Regions from separate parts of the Mus musculus genome. Here region 2 is linked to region 1. A link is a contact called in public HiChIP or PLAC-seq data. All regions are on one chromosome and are shown on one strand. Each heading gives the region's core, a stretch centred on a gene start, on an enhancer-like site or on the middle of the called end of the contact. The rest is flanking DNA. Distances are from core to core; before and after follow the strand shown.

What was found. HiChIP or PLAC-seq counts read pairs in DNA pulled down with a chosen protein or histone mark.
Region 2: a BATF HiChIP or PLAC-seq map of CD8 T cells shows a contact between it and region 1, with 7 read pairs. The contact joins two enhancer-like sites. A contact is called at or near these places in 1 of 15 datasets of contacts at CTCF or cohesin (large pre-B cells), 26 of 484 Hi-C or Micro-C datasets (the 63-12 cell line, B cells, the C10 cell line and 19 more), 8 of 115 datasets of contacts at active chromatin or transcription factors (the 230-238 cell line, CD8 T cells, Th17 cells and 4 more) and 1 of 9 other capture datasets (embryonic stem cells).

What each region holds. Positions count from the first base shown.
Region 1 is chr10:19,496,721-19,503,586 of GRCm38.p6, reverse strand. All of the region lies in intron 2 of Gm33104 (predicted gene, 33104), which reads right to left. Among named protein-coding and RNA genes, the nearest start is that of Gm33104, 13 kb to the right of the region's middle. Within about 2 kb of position 5,261, at least 34 of the 459 cell types and tissues checked have an H3K27ac peak or open chromatin away from gene starts, as enhancers often do. A contact at or near this core is called in CD8 T cells and Th17 cells, where this site is marked.
Region 2 is chr10:19,223,382-19,230,310 of GRCm38.p6, reverse strand. No RefSeq gene overlaps it. Among named protein-coding and RNA genes, the nearest start is that of Gm40607, 17 kb to the left of the region's middle. Within about 2 kb of position 3,365, at least 8 of the 459 cell types and tissues checked have an H3K27ac peak or open chromatin away from gene starts, as enhancers often do. A contact at or near this core is called in CD8 T cells and Th17 cells, where this site is marked.

The sequences.
Region 1 (6,866 bases), core at 4,012-6,511:
AACTCTATATGGAATCAAAAGTCCTGGGTTAAAGTTTTTTACTATTTCTGAAACTTCAAAGTCATATCAGTTTCTGAACCTAAAACTAGATTTACCTGTTGCTGACTTTAATGTAATAACTAGGTCTTCTTTGGACACTGAGATTGTTTTGTCCTAGATCTGAAGTCCTGGTTACATCTGAAGCAGTAACTCACCTGTGAGGTTCTGACATCCTCTGGTCAGTGTATTCATTTCTTTTCTCTTTTGCTTTTTTAGTTGATGGGGACAGTTGGCATAGTCTGACTTTTGTTAGAGATTTGTCTCTGGGTGGCTCTTGAACCAGTTTGAACCAGTTTGAGGGCTTGAGGTGGGGCTTGTATCTGGCTCATTTTCACATCTTCACGTAAAACAGCGCCTTGGATTGAGTAAACCCTGATGTATGTTTGGTGGGTTGCGTTCATCTGCCCTCTGGTGCATTACACCAACTGTTCTGGCTGCTGCACATCCTCGCTTCCTGGGAAGCTCAGCTAATAGCAATGAAAAGCCCACAGATTGCAGAGAGAAGATGAGACAAAACACACAGATTGGCTGAGTCTTGGAATGGAAATATTACAGATGGAATTGACATTGGCCAAACTCCAAATAACATAAAAATGTGGTAAAATTGATTAATTTTACCCAGAAAATAAACAAAGTTAATTTACCTTCCCATTAGTTATATACCTATTGCTTTTGTCTCTTGCAAGGGTAGAGGCTGGTGGCTCCTCTGGTCATAAGTTAGAGCCATTTGATAAAGGAGGCCGAGGTGGGGCTTGCATGAGACTATGTGCAGCGTCACCCCATTTGGAAGAGTTGGCTTGGAAGAGAAAGTGCTCTTTTTAAACTCATGTAAATACATATTTTATATAGTGTATAGTACACATTTTGGTGTGAGCAGAGAGAATGCTGGCAAAAAAATGTGTCTTATTACCAGATTATGTCACACATAATAGTTCTTACTTACTGATAAGGGGGTCTGAAGAAAGGCTCTAGGCCACAAAGGCAGAATAGGCTCTGCACGTTTAATCCATCATTACTTTTTTTAGCATGGGGATTCATTCATCAATAAGTAGCTCTTTGAGTAGCTAGGAGTGCCCTTGAGAGATATTCCTGGAGGTTGAGCTTGAGGAATGTAACTTGCACTGGGAGAACATCTCTTTGAGAGATTGGTCCCTAGGGCCATATGGCATTACACACATTCAAGTTGAAACAATGTATCCATCAGGTTTTTAAGAAGCATTGTGCATTCCCCAGTGTTTACAAAATATAATTTTCTATGTGGGAATGGATAAAAATTCAAAGCTAGGTCATTGAAATTAAAAGCCACTTTGGTGTAAAGTGAGGAGTCAAATATGGATAAACATTAGTTTGTATCTTCAAGTTGGTAATGGCTCTATAGAAGATGGGCACGTTCACACGAGTGTGGGATTTGTGTGGGCCAATTTCCAACATTTATGAACTTCTTACTGTTTTTCTTTCAGTCACAAACCAGCGTCCCCCACAGCAGATATGATGAGGTTTCTGTCTTTAAGGAGCTTCTAAGTGTCTGTGAAAAGAAGTTTGATGCCATAAAACAGATAACACAAAGCATTGGAGCTCTATTGTATAAAATGAAGTATTATGTCATCTCAGACTCAAAGAAAAGATTAGGGCTGGGTGGCATAATAAGGCGTACTCTGAGAACACCTCCAGTGCTGTTGATTATGTTGTGTGAGTTGCTTTCTGCTTCCACATGTTTCTTCCTTAGGTCACTGTCTTAGTTAGGATTTCATTGCTGTGAAGAGATACCGTGACCAAGGCAACTCTTATAAAGAACAAGAGGTAATTGGGGCTGGCTTACACTTTCAGTCATTCAGTCCATTATCACCATGGCAGGAAGCATGGTAGCATGCAAGCAGACATGGTGCTGGAGGAGCTGAGAATTCTATATCTTGATCCGAAGGCTGCAAGGAGGTGACTAACTCTCTTCTGAAGGCAGCCAAGAATACACACACACACACACACACACACACACACACACACACTAGAGCTTGAGCACTAGGAGATCTCAAAGCCTGACTACACAGTGACACACTTCCACCAACAAAGCTATACCTTTTCCAACAAGGCCATACCTCCTAGTAGTATCACTTCCCATTAGCCAATCATATTCGGACTACCACAGTTCCCAAGAAACTTTGTGTATCGCCACAATTTTACAAAAATATTTATTTCAATTGAGTGTTGGATAAAGAGGGAATAGAAACTAAAGAGCTGCAACGATTATATATAAGTAGTGTGTGTGTGTGTGTGTGTGTGTGTGTGTCTGTCTGTCTGTCTGTCTGTCTGTCTGTCCTGGGTCATGAGAAAGAAGCCATCTGAGGTTAAGTCAAGTATAGATAAAATGATGCAATTAAGACTCTTGGTAAACCAGAGCTGTAAGACTGATGCCAGCTTTCCATGGCATAGTGTTTGGCAGTAAATTGTTCTTTTTAAAAATAGGAGGGATATTCTAAAATAATGATAAGAGGTAAATACATAAACCTGTCACGTGGTTAGTCATTAATACTATATAATAACTGACTAGGACACACTTTTTTATGACTGGTAGTGCATTGTGCACTTTGATGCCTAACAGTGTCATTAGATTACAGACAATTCTTTATTCCATTATAATATTATGGGAACACTAGGATATACATGATTAATAAGTAGTCAAAACAGCACTGTGCAGCACATGACTGTATAGCAATAGATGGCTGTAGAAAAAATGTCTTGTGTCTGTATGAATGTGGCACCTGTCAATAAAAATCTTGTGGCTGATAGTTTAGGCAAGAAATAGGAGGTGGGACATCTGGGAAGCAGAAAGGATTCTGGGATAGTACCAAGTAGGAGATTTGCCCGGGAAGATGTGACCCAGATGGACTATGCATAGTACCTGAGCACAGGTGACCAACCATATGGCAAATGTAGATTAGAATAAATGGGTTATTTAAAGTTATGATCTAGCCGAAGAAGAGCCTAGCTACATGGCTAAGGTATTTGTAAATGTATCTTAAGCTGGGACTTATCTCTTGGATCATGGAGGTGGGATGAAGAAGCAGACTTAACTTCTACAGATGACCAGTGTACTCTGTGACAGGCAGGGCTTTATGACATCTTCACGCTATGAGCAGGCAAGTATGACTTGGAGGTATAAGTAAGCATCATTTGCTTGTGTGATGTGACCGCATTGTATGGCTTTGACTCCTAACAAGCCATGTGTCCCTGACTGCTCACACAAGGGCTCTTGGGCATGAATGTGCTGCATGCATACCAACTCTCTATTTCATGCCACAAATTGCTTTCTCTTTATCCATTAGTGTTTGCAGAAAGTTGGTTTTCAAAGAAGATTCCAGGAAAGGTATATTAGAATTCAGCCTACCTTATCTTGTTTGAAAGTAACCAAACTTCGAATATATGTGCTGTCAGGAAACAGTGGAGAGGTAAGGACAACAGACCACACTAGCCTCCAATTTGAGCTCTGTTACTTAATGATTATTTGAAGTTTGTAATGTTTTTGTCAAACATTGCTAAATACTTATTCATTTTAAAAATTATATTTAATTATGTATTCTCTCCTCCAGTCCCCCTCCCTCATCGTGTGTGTGTGTGTGTGTGTGTGTGTGTGTGTGTATTGGTTGAAGGACAGCATGTGAGAGTTGGTTCTCTCCCTCTACTGTGTGGGATCAAATTCAGGTCACCAAACTTGGCAGCAAGTGTCTTTCCCCATTGAGCGATCTTGGAATACATAAGCATACTTTCTATATCTGGAAAATTGTAGTAACAAAAACCTTTATCTTGAAGTATGTATGAAGGTGGAACAATAAATAGTGTCTTGTGTGTGCTTTGGGGAGGTATGCACACAGGTATGGACTGCATACCTGTGGAGGTCAACGGAGAATGTCTACTGTCCTCTATCACTCTCTACCTTATTTTTCCAATATAGGGACTTGTACTGATTCTGGAGCTAGGCTGTCAGCTAGCAAGCCCTGGTGACCCTCTGTCCCCATAGCACTAGGATTACAACCATGTGTTATGTCCCTGCCCAGCTTCTTATGTGGGTACTAAAGGACTGAACTCAGATTTCCTTGTTTTCCCAGAAAGTGGTCTTACCCACTGAGCCATCTTTCTCGCTCCCTACATGGAAGATTTGATTCACAAACATTCTAACCTTAGCTCTCTTTCCTCCCATCTGTTTTGTGTATATAAAGGCACTTGTGCGTTTTCCAGAATAGTAATCATTTAAACAGTTGAAATTAGATAAATAGCTGTAGACCAGTGTTTCAACCACTTAAAACATTTGTATGAGTGCTGTGGCATAATGGTGACCATGGTAAATCCTACAGGAATTCATGTCTGTAAAATGTATTGGTGCTAATGTGGGCTTGGAAGTCATCCATTCTGGGTTGAATTTCCTAACAAATCCCATTTGTTAAACTTGGGCTACCAAGAGCCAAGAACAGTATCCATTCCTAAGACTCCATGCAGAAGTGAGAGTGGACTAAACTTGACAAAAGCATTTGATGAGAATCATATCTTGCTAGTTTCGCTAAGGATCTCGGAGTGAAACTTTGATTTTGTAAGGTACTGTATTAGATAGATTGCTGTGACCGTGACCAAAAACCAAAGTACCATATTTGTAGGTAACATTCCCTGAATTCTGTTAGGTTTTATCACGTTCAATGGCGATTTAAGATAAATGGGAAAGGGCAATACCATAGAACAAGAGTATTCCTCACACTCTGTCAGTACAAGCTTGCTGAAGGATAGTTCCCAGCACCTTGAGGGTGTGGGCACACACAGATCACAGTTTCATTCTGAACTATCTTTTTGGGAATGCTTGTGCAGTGAGTAAGTACTCTTAAAAAATCTGGATAGCTTTGTTTTTCAGAACAGAAAGCTGGTTTGTTAATAGCCCAGCCTAATAAACTCTCTCTGAAACAAAGGCCGGACAATTTTCTTATAGCCCAATAAGATAAGTTGCATACTCTTACTCCTGAGATGACATGGCTAAGGTACCACCCTACTCTGTTTGTGGTATTCACAATGCTTCCTTTCATTACTTTCATGTGGCATGATGACCTACTGTACAAAGCACGCTCATGCTTGCCTGCTGTTCTTGGAGCAAGGATGTCTTGTCTCCAGCCCCAGGCTGTGTCTTTGCTCAGAAAGCTGGTGCCCTGAATTGCTTGCTTTCACACAGGGTGAAAACCTCAGATCTCTCCTAGACCTTGATAGGGAGGACGCTGAGCAAGAGTTTCCAAGCTGCGGCAAACTCATCATAGAGGCAGTGCCTCTAAGACATTTGGAGGTATCCAATGGTAATCCACGTTAAAAACAAAGTTCAAAGGAACTGGGGCTTTGTGAATCATGTGCTTGTGAAGGCAACACATGGTCCCCAGCCCCATTTCTGCTTCCTGTCTACCATGAGGTGAGCAGTCTCCATGGCCATTCCTTTACCACAGTCCAGAATCAATAGTGCCAAAGACTGTGCGCTGGAATCTCTGAGCCAAGGCAAATCCTTCTTTAATTCATTCTCTTGAGTGTTTTGGTTATAATGGCACAAATGTTAAGAACTGCATAACCTCAGAGAGTTTTATACAAATTAAATATATACATGATTGTGAATGGTGCCTAGCCCATAAGACACTATAAATAATGATTATTACCATGCACGCACATTTTTCATATCATAACTCTGAGGATAAGATTTAAAACAACCGTTATTAGATTTTTTTTCTTTCACTAAATAAAAATAAGTTGCTTGCAAATAACAGAAGTGTGGCATCTCCTGCAGGTAGTTACTGCTCTAAGTTTGTGAAGGATGTTGGGATAAACTAAGCAATAGCTGGTTCCTTAATTATCTTCTTTGACATATTTTTACCGAGGACTTGCTACAGGGTAACAATACTGTCCATCTTCTAGCTCAGAGAAGATTATGGCGTACTAATATGTGTCTAGCAAATATTGTAAGCTCTTCGTTCTTTATGAAGACTTAAAAAATTCCATGTTTATAGTTCAAGCAATGGCTTTCAAACTCTTGTTTATAAGCCTTTTGCCAAGTACCTTCTTGTTTGGATCATCACTTGTTTTTTCCTGGTTGAGCAAATTAAGAATCAGCATATTCTTATTTATTTTAGGATTTGAGTGGCCATGTTGAGTGATTTTATGTTTGTTTGGGGTTTTTTTTTGTGGTTTGTTTTGTTATTCCTATCTCTGTTTTGCAATATGACTTCCTCTCTAAGTTTTGGATGACAAATCTGTTTTCTAACAAAAATTTCTTTCCCTTTTGTATTATGCATAATATTGAATTTATGACTTTGTTCCAGATAAATGTTCAATAACTGATAAGTTATTTTGTGTATTTATAATATTTGCATTGATAGACCTTCCATCACAGACCTGGTAAGACAGTACTAATGACATATTATTTACCTGGATGTTTATTTATTCAATGTCTAACATTTTGAAAAATTTATTTATTTAGTGATGTTAGATTATACTTAAAAGATCTATCTATCTATCTATCTATCTATCTATCTATCTATCTATCTTTAATTTATTTGAGTCAGAATCTCTTATAGTCCAGACTGTCTTCAACTTGAAGTCAAGTTTGAACTTTTGATTCTCTTGCCTCTAGTGTCTAGGTTCTGAGGTTACAGGCATGTATAACATTGTCCAGTTAAGAACATAATTATTTAGATTTCACATAACTATAAAAGTAAGTCTACTATAACATTAAAGCATTAGGAAAATTATGTTTTATTTTGGGTTAGATCTAAAGTCACGTGTAGCTATTACTTATGTAAGCCAAAATCTACCAACTC
Region 2 (6,929 bases), core at 2,116-4,615, 270 kb after region 1:
TTTGGGCACCATGCCTGCCTGCCTGCTGCCATGCTCACTGCCATGATAGTCATGGACTCACCTGTTATGTGTAATTTTAAAACCACACTTCTGCCTTTCCTGGGAGCTTGGCCTTCACTCTGACCCGTTCCAGCTCCCTTTGTTCCAATGCAATCACAATCATCCCCCAACCCGGAAAAGGCAGGAGCTGTTGTCCATGTCCCACAGGCTTCCTTTGGCTTCTCTTTTGCACCAGGTGGCTATCTTTGCCAAACCACCAGCTACTGCCTTTTCCGGGGAGCTATGTTACCAGCCCCACCAGAGACCTTTGAATCTGAGGATAAAACACACATACTTAGCCTTATTGTTTTAGAATTTGTCTACTAGCACAATTGCTGGGCCCTGAATCTCCTGACCTAATCTTATCAGTTATCAGCTGGCTCCTGCCAACCCCCTCAGACCCCACCCACGTTGGAGGCTTAAGGCCCTAGGTGCCCCTGAGGCCTAACATGACTGCTGCTTTCTTTTCCTTTCAGTGCATGGCTTCAAAAGCCCTCTCTTTTACCTTGGGTCCCCCCCGCCCCCACCTTTTTTTTTTAACTCTTGGGACCTGGAAGGCATATCTTTACCCTTTGTCCAGCAATTGGCTTCTACCTTCATTATTAATCAAATCAAGAACCAATTAAGGATTCAGATTTTACTATCAGCTCCTCCCCCTATACTCACCCTCTGAACTGTAAGTCCCAACAAACTCTTTTTTTTTCTATAAGTTAGAATAAAGTCTTATCACAGCAATAGAAAAGCAGCTAAGACAGATATGCTTGTTCATTTTCATATGAAGTATTAAATCTGAGGTGAATGTTTGATAATGCAGGGTGTAGAGAGTTTTCAAAATTCCCCAGTGTTTATCAATATTTTATTTTATAATTATCAATGCTGAGAATATGTCTTTGCATAAATAAACAATACAAAATGGCAGAAATATGTTTAGGACTATGTAGGGCTCCAGGGACCATGTTGCCTGACAGACTGGCAAGGTTGAGTGAGGGTTTCCCTAACGACCCTGGATTTATTATATGCTTGATTTAGAATTACTTGTTGGTCATTAAGCACTCAAAATTGTTCCCAGTTTTTTGCAATTTCCACATCCAGTTACACAAATCCATGGAAAATCATGAACCAAGGTGTAAGAAGCTAAATTTGTAGAGACCTCTCAGGGGAATTTAAGGAATGTTTCAAAGGCTGGCTAATTTCTTACCATTGAGCTTATAAAAGTTTGTACTTTTTCTATAAATGTATTTTGCCAGCATGTGTGCATTTTATCTTCTTTAAAAGATGTTGAAGATGAAAAAAGGGAGAAATAAAAACAAATGCAAAAACAAGCAATGTTTCTATAAGCTGAACATGAATATATTCCTGTCATCAAGCAATTCCACTTCCAAGTATTTCTGCAGCAAAAGTGGATGTGTATGATTGTGGGAAGGGAAGTAGATGCGCAGTAGAGTTATTTGTAATGGACCCAAACTAGAAGTTACCATGTCATAGCAACAGTAGAGAGAAAGCAATTCAGAATACTCATCACATGGAAGGTAACCCAGCAGCAGCAGCAGCAGCAACAGCAACAGCAACAGCAATAACAAAATGGCACACCAATACCTACATCAACATGAATGAATCTCATAAAGATGTTGTTGAAAAAAGTCGCCAAGAGACTGCATGTGAACTTCGTGAATCTGAGTATGCAAAACACACAAACAAGTTAAACAGATGTCTGTTTGGAGACGCTTGAGAGTAGGATTGAGTTCAGAAAGCACACGGAGGTTCTTTTTTGGGAGGTATGGTATAATCAAATGATATATCAGTTGATGAACTTCTGTTGAGCAATATCTTTATAAATATGCACTTTCCATGTATGCCTTCTACTTCAGTAACTTTTGTTGAACTTTACAAAAGAATGCCTGATCCCTCAATCCAAGATTAAACTACCTGGAAAAGTGTCATGGCTCACTTAGCAGACCCCAGAGTAGGAGAGCAAAATGGAACTTATTCCTTCTTTAGGTGACCACATGGGACCTTAAAAAAAAAATAGGGAAAGGAGACCTGTGAGAATCCATTCCAGATAGTATGGCATGGTATGGCAAATAGATAGGAGCAAATATAGGTGAGTATGGTGTCAAGAGCATGTGGCTTAGACCTGATCGTACATCCAAGAAGGGTTTCTGTTGACTGTGGTCTACAAACTTTCCTTCTTGTATTTGTGGAGTGGAGCTGGCTAGTCATCAGAAGTTACCTGTCTGGGACTTTGTGCTTACCATCCCTAATTCCTCTGTGGTCTCCTCAATAATTTAGCTTACAGAGTGAACCTGAAATGGCCCACTCTTCCAAAATTGTTGGAGTTGGCTGTTGGTAAGAGAGAGTCATAAAAAGTAGTGGTGTTGACGTGATTTTCTTTTTTTTTTTTTTTTCAGGCCATAATGGGATACAATGCGATTTTTAATGCCGCTTCTAATAGATTGAAAAGAGAAACAATACTTAAAGGCTCCTTGGCATACCTCCATTTTTCTTTCTTCTTTTTTTTTCTTTTTTTTTTAATTAGGTATTTTCCTCATTTACATTTCCAATGCTATCCCAAAAGTCCCCCATACCCTCCCCCCCTCCCCCACTCTCCTACCCACCCACTCCCACTTTTTGGCCCTGGCGTTCTCCTGTACTGGGGCATATAAAGTTTGCAAGTCCAATGGGCCTCTCTTTCCAGTGATGGCCAACTAGGCCATCTTTTGATACATATGCAGCTAGAGACACGAGCTCCGGGGAACTGGTTAGTTCATAACGTTGTTCCACCTATAGGGTTGCAGATCCCTTTAACTCATTGGGTACTTTCTCTAGCTCCTCCATTGGGGGCCCTGTGATCTATCCAATAGCTGACTGTGAGCATCCACTTTTGTGTTTGCTAGGCCCCAGCATAGTCTCACAAGAGACAGCTATATCAGGGTCCTTTCAGCAAAATCTTGCTAGTGTATGCAATGGTGTCAGCGTTTGGAAGCTGATTATGGGATGGATCCCTGGATATGGCAGTCTCTAGATGGTCCATCCTTTTGTCTCAGAAACTCTTCCTTGTAAAAATGAGAAGTCTTTTCCTGAGTTTGACAAACCACAGTGGCTTGTAAGTGTTTCCTCAGGCACTGTGGCCTGTAGTGTTTCTTCATGTTGCTCTGGGTTCCTGGAAGGCAGAGTCAATAATGTCAGCCTACCTGTCATTCTCTCCCATCATGCCATTGAGGAAGCCATGGTGGATTTTCAAGTCAGATTCTGGAGCACTGAAGAGACGACTGTCTTGTTCAGCTTAATTGAGAATTAGCTGAGACACCTACAAAGAACCATCAACATAAGAACAGAATCTATGGTGTGACTCATGACCCTGACCACTGTCTGGCTTTTGGAAAAACAAGAGGGTGACTATGTTGAGAAAGTTCTGAGAAGAGTGATTTCACTTGTAGCAAACTTTGAATTTACTGTAAGGTGGTCTTAGGACCTGTTCACAAAAGGAGAGAGATGAAGGAGATAACACATTTCCTCTTGGTGCTGGAATTTATATCTAAGGTTTTAGCTAGCTGTGTGTTCAGAGCTTTGGGCCAAAACTCCACTTAGCATACAATTATGAGCTTAAGGTGTCAGAAAGGCTACCGCCCAGAATGAGCTGAGACTTGAAAGGGATGCAAAACTAAATATTAGGAAAATATGAAGGGAAATTACAAGAGTGGGGTTTGAGTTTTGAGTAAGAAAAACAAGGAAGTGATTTGCCCATCCCTTGGGGCAGGTGATCTAATGTTGACAGATTCACAGACAAGCAGCGCATTCTCCTTCTTCAGCAGTCTCCGTAGACAGGGCTGCTTAGAGCAAGGCTAGTCCGTGGAAGCCAAGGCTTGTTGGGAATTTTTGAAAGAGATGAAATTTATCACGTGAAACTGATCAAAGATGGTCTGTTCTTTTGGTGTACAAGGCAAATTAGGACAAAAAAAAACCTTAGTTTTCATACCTGCCAAAAAGTAATTGTTGGTCAGAAGCATGGAAACGATCCAAAAAAAGGAAGCAGAGTACAATACATTGTGAGTTAGACTCTGCAAACTTAACAGATCAGAACTGTTAGAACTAGACAAAATTCCAGGACCATATCTTGAAAGGATGGTCACAATGTGGTGACATGGTGACCGCCGAGAGACGAGGTCATTTCTGGAGATAGAACTGGTTCATGAAAGTAGGTGTTCTGGACTGAGTTTGCCAGGTTGACTGAGAGGCTTATTGGGGGAACGGGAACTTTACAAAAGAAGAAGTGGTGTCCATCTTGATGGATATGCCCTACATGCTGGTGACAACATTGGGGTGGAGATCTCTAGTGATGGGACTCAATACTGAGGTTCTCTCCTCTTTTATATTTTTATGGCTGTCTGAATTCTATAATATATAGACTGTATCTGTGAGGGTTGATGAAAAGCTGACCTATATAAGCATGTGCATATACAGACAGGGATTTAGACTAATCATACAATAAGTGTACTAAAATTATTTTGACAGAGTAGGAAAATAGACCTACTAATCTACTCCAAAGCCTCAAATTACTTACTTATAGAATGAGATAATGTTATTATCTTTTCCATACGGTTGGTGTGGAAATCCAATAAAAGAATTGAATAAAAAGCACTCTACTTAACCCCAGGCTTAGCAGTTGCCTAGCACCCAGTGTCTGCTTTATTTGATACTGCTGCTAATACAATCACAGTCAGTAAATAGCACAAAATATCACAGCAAAAATAAAACAAAACAAGCTCCCAAAACCAAAAACCTAAAACCAAAAACATGCGGACAAATGGACTCCATGTGTACAGAATGAGGACTGTATAACTTGGGGGAAGTTGATAGGAAGAGTACGTAGCTGTCGGTCGATCATGAAGCACATATGAGCTCAGGTGCATCTGCCATTAAAATTCTGTGTCTGTCTTCAGTTGCTTTGGCAGAATTGTAGTGTCTAGAACAAGAGATGATGTAACTCCCCCTGTCTATTGATAGCTGTCTCCACACTGACGGTTCTGAGTTCAGAGGTAGGGAGCACACCTTCAGGTCACGTGGAGAGTTCAGATAATTGCCAGTGTTTCTAGAGCCCCATCCCGAATACTGACAGCAGAATTATGGCCACTTCTTTAAACAAAGGCTGACATGTTGGAGCTCTTTACAGAGATCTATGTAATTCTGTGATGATATTAAACACAAGACACTTAAGAGATTTTAAAATTTATTTATTTTGTCTGTATGTACTGTTTATGTCTGTGTATAAGTGTTTGTATTTGTCTATATATGCATGTATGTATGCATGTATGTATGTATGCATGCAGAATAGATAAGGTGGTAACCCAGGAAGCAAAATGAATTCAGAGTCCAGGTCACTATCTTTGTAATAACTTACTATCATGCCAATGACCCAGTGTAGCATGGTGTGTGTGTGTGTGTGTGTGTGTGTGTGTGTGTGTGTGTGTATGCACATATATATGTATCTGTGTGTGCATATATGTATATTTGTGTGCATGCATGCACATGTGCAGGTGACTATAAGTACATGTGGGAGGCTGTCTTAGTCAAGGTTTCTATTTTGCACAAACATCATGATCAAGTAGCAAGTTGGGGAGGAAAGGGTTTATTCGGCTTACACTTCCATACTGCTGTTCATCACCAAGGAAGTCAGGACTGGAACTCAAGCAGGTCAGGAAGCAGGAGCTGATGCAGAGGCCATGGAGGGATGTTCTTTACTGGCTTGCTTCTCCTGGCTTGCTCAGCCTGCTCTCTTATGGAACCAAGACTACCAGCCCAGAGATGGTCCCACCCACAAGGAGCCTTTCCCCCTTGATCACTAATTGAGAAAATGCCTTACAGTTGGAGCTCATGGAGGCATTTCCTCAACTGAAGCTCCTTTCTCTGTGATAACCCCAGCTGTGTCAAGTTGACACAAAACTAGCCAGTACAGAGGCCAAAGGCAGATATTGATGTCTCTACCAATCATTCTCTACCTTGTTTATTTTCTCTCACTAGACCTGGGGTTTACCAACTTAGAAGACAGGCTGATCAGGTAGATCATGGTGTCTACCTCTGTCTGCCTCTCATTTTTAGGGCTACAGAGGTGTCATCATTTCCAACTTTTTACTTGAGTATGGGGGATTTGAACCCATGCTACACTGGGTCATTGGCATGATAGTAAGTTATTACCTGGAGTCTGAATTCATCTGGCTTCCTGGGTAGGCTCTTTATCCACTGAGCCATCTCCCCAGCCCTAAGATATTATTATTAAACAACCATTAAGAGTTTAAGAGAGGTGAAAATGTACCACCAAACAAAGTGTTGTGAGGAAGTGTTATTCTTCCTATTTCCAAAGGGAAAAGACTTATAATGCCATGTAAGTTCAGAGGGCAGATGCTTAACATTTGAGTAGTAGTCAAAGTAATTAACTTTTCTAAAAAGCCCATTGAATCATTTTGTGAAGTCAGTAACTCATCATTCAAGAATGTTATGGAAATTGTATATATAAAAGAAAATCCTGTGCTTCAGCCAATTAATACATTTGTACTTTTATTAAAATTCTTGTTATTTGGCTGATAAAGTGAACTGCACCCACTTGGCAGCCTGGAGTCACACAATGTCCTTTTTAAAGGCTCCCAAGTTAATTTGATGCCTCTTTAAATGTTGTGGTTTCTGATGCTACTCTTCACGGACAGCCCCAGTGTTAAAAGTTTGTAGACAAAAACAAAACACACAAGGTTAGCTAATGTATAAAGAAAAAAGGTTTGTTTGAGTGAGCTTTTGGGAAGTGTATTCCAACAATACCCAAACAATGGCAATAACCCACCATTATAGTGTACCTGGGAGAGACATCATCTATGGCTAAGGTAGCCAAGCAGTAAAGAAAA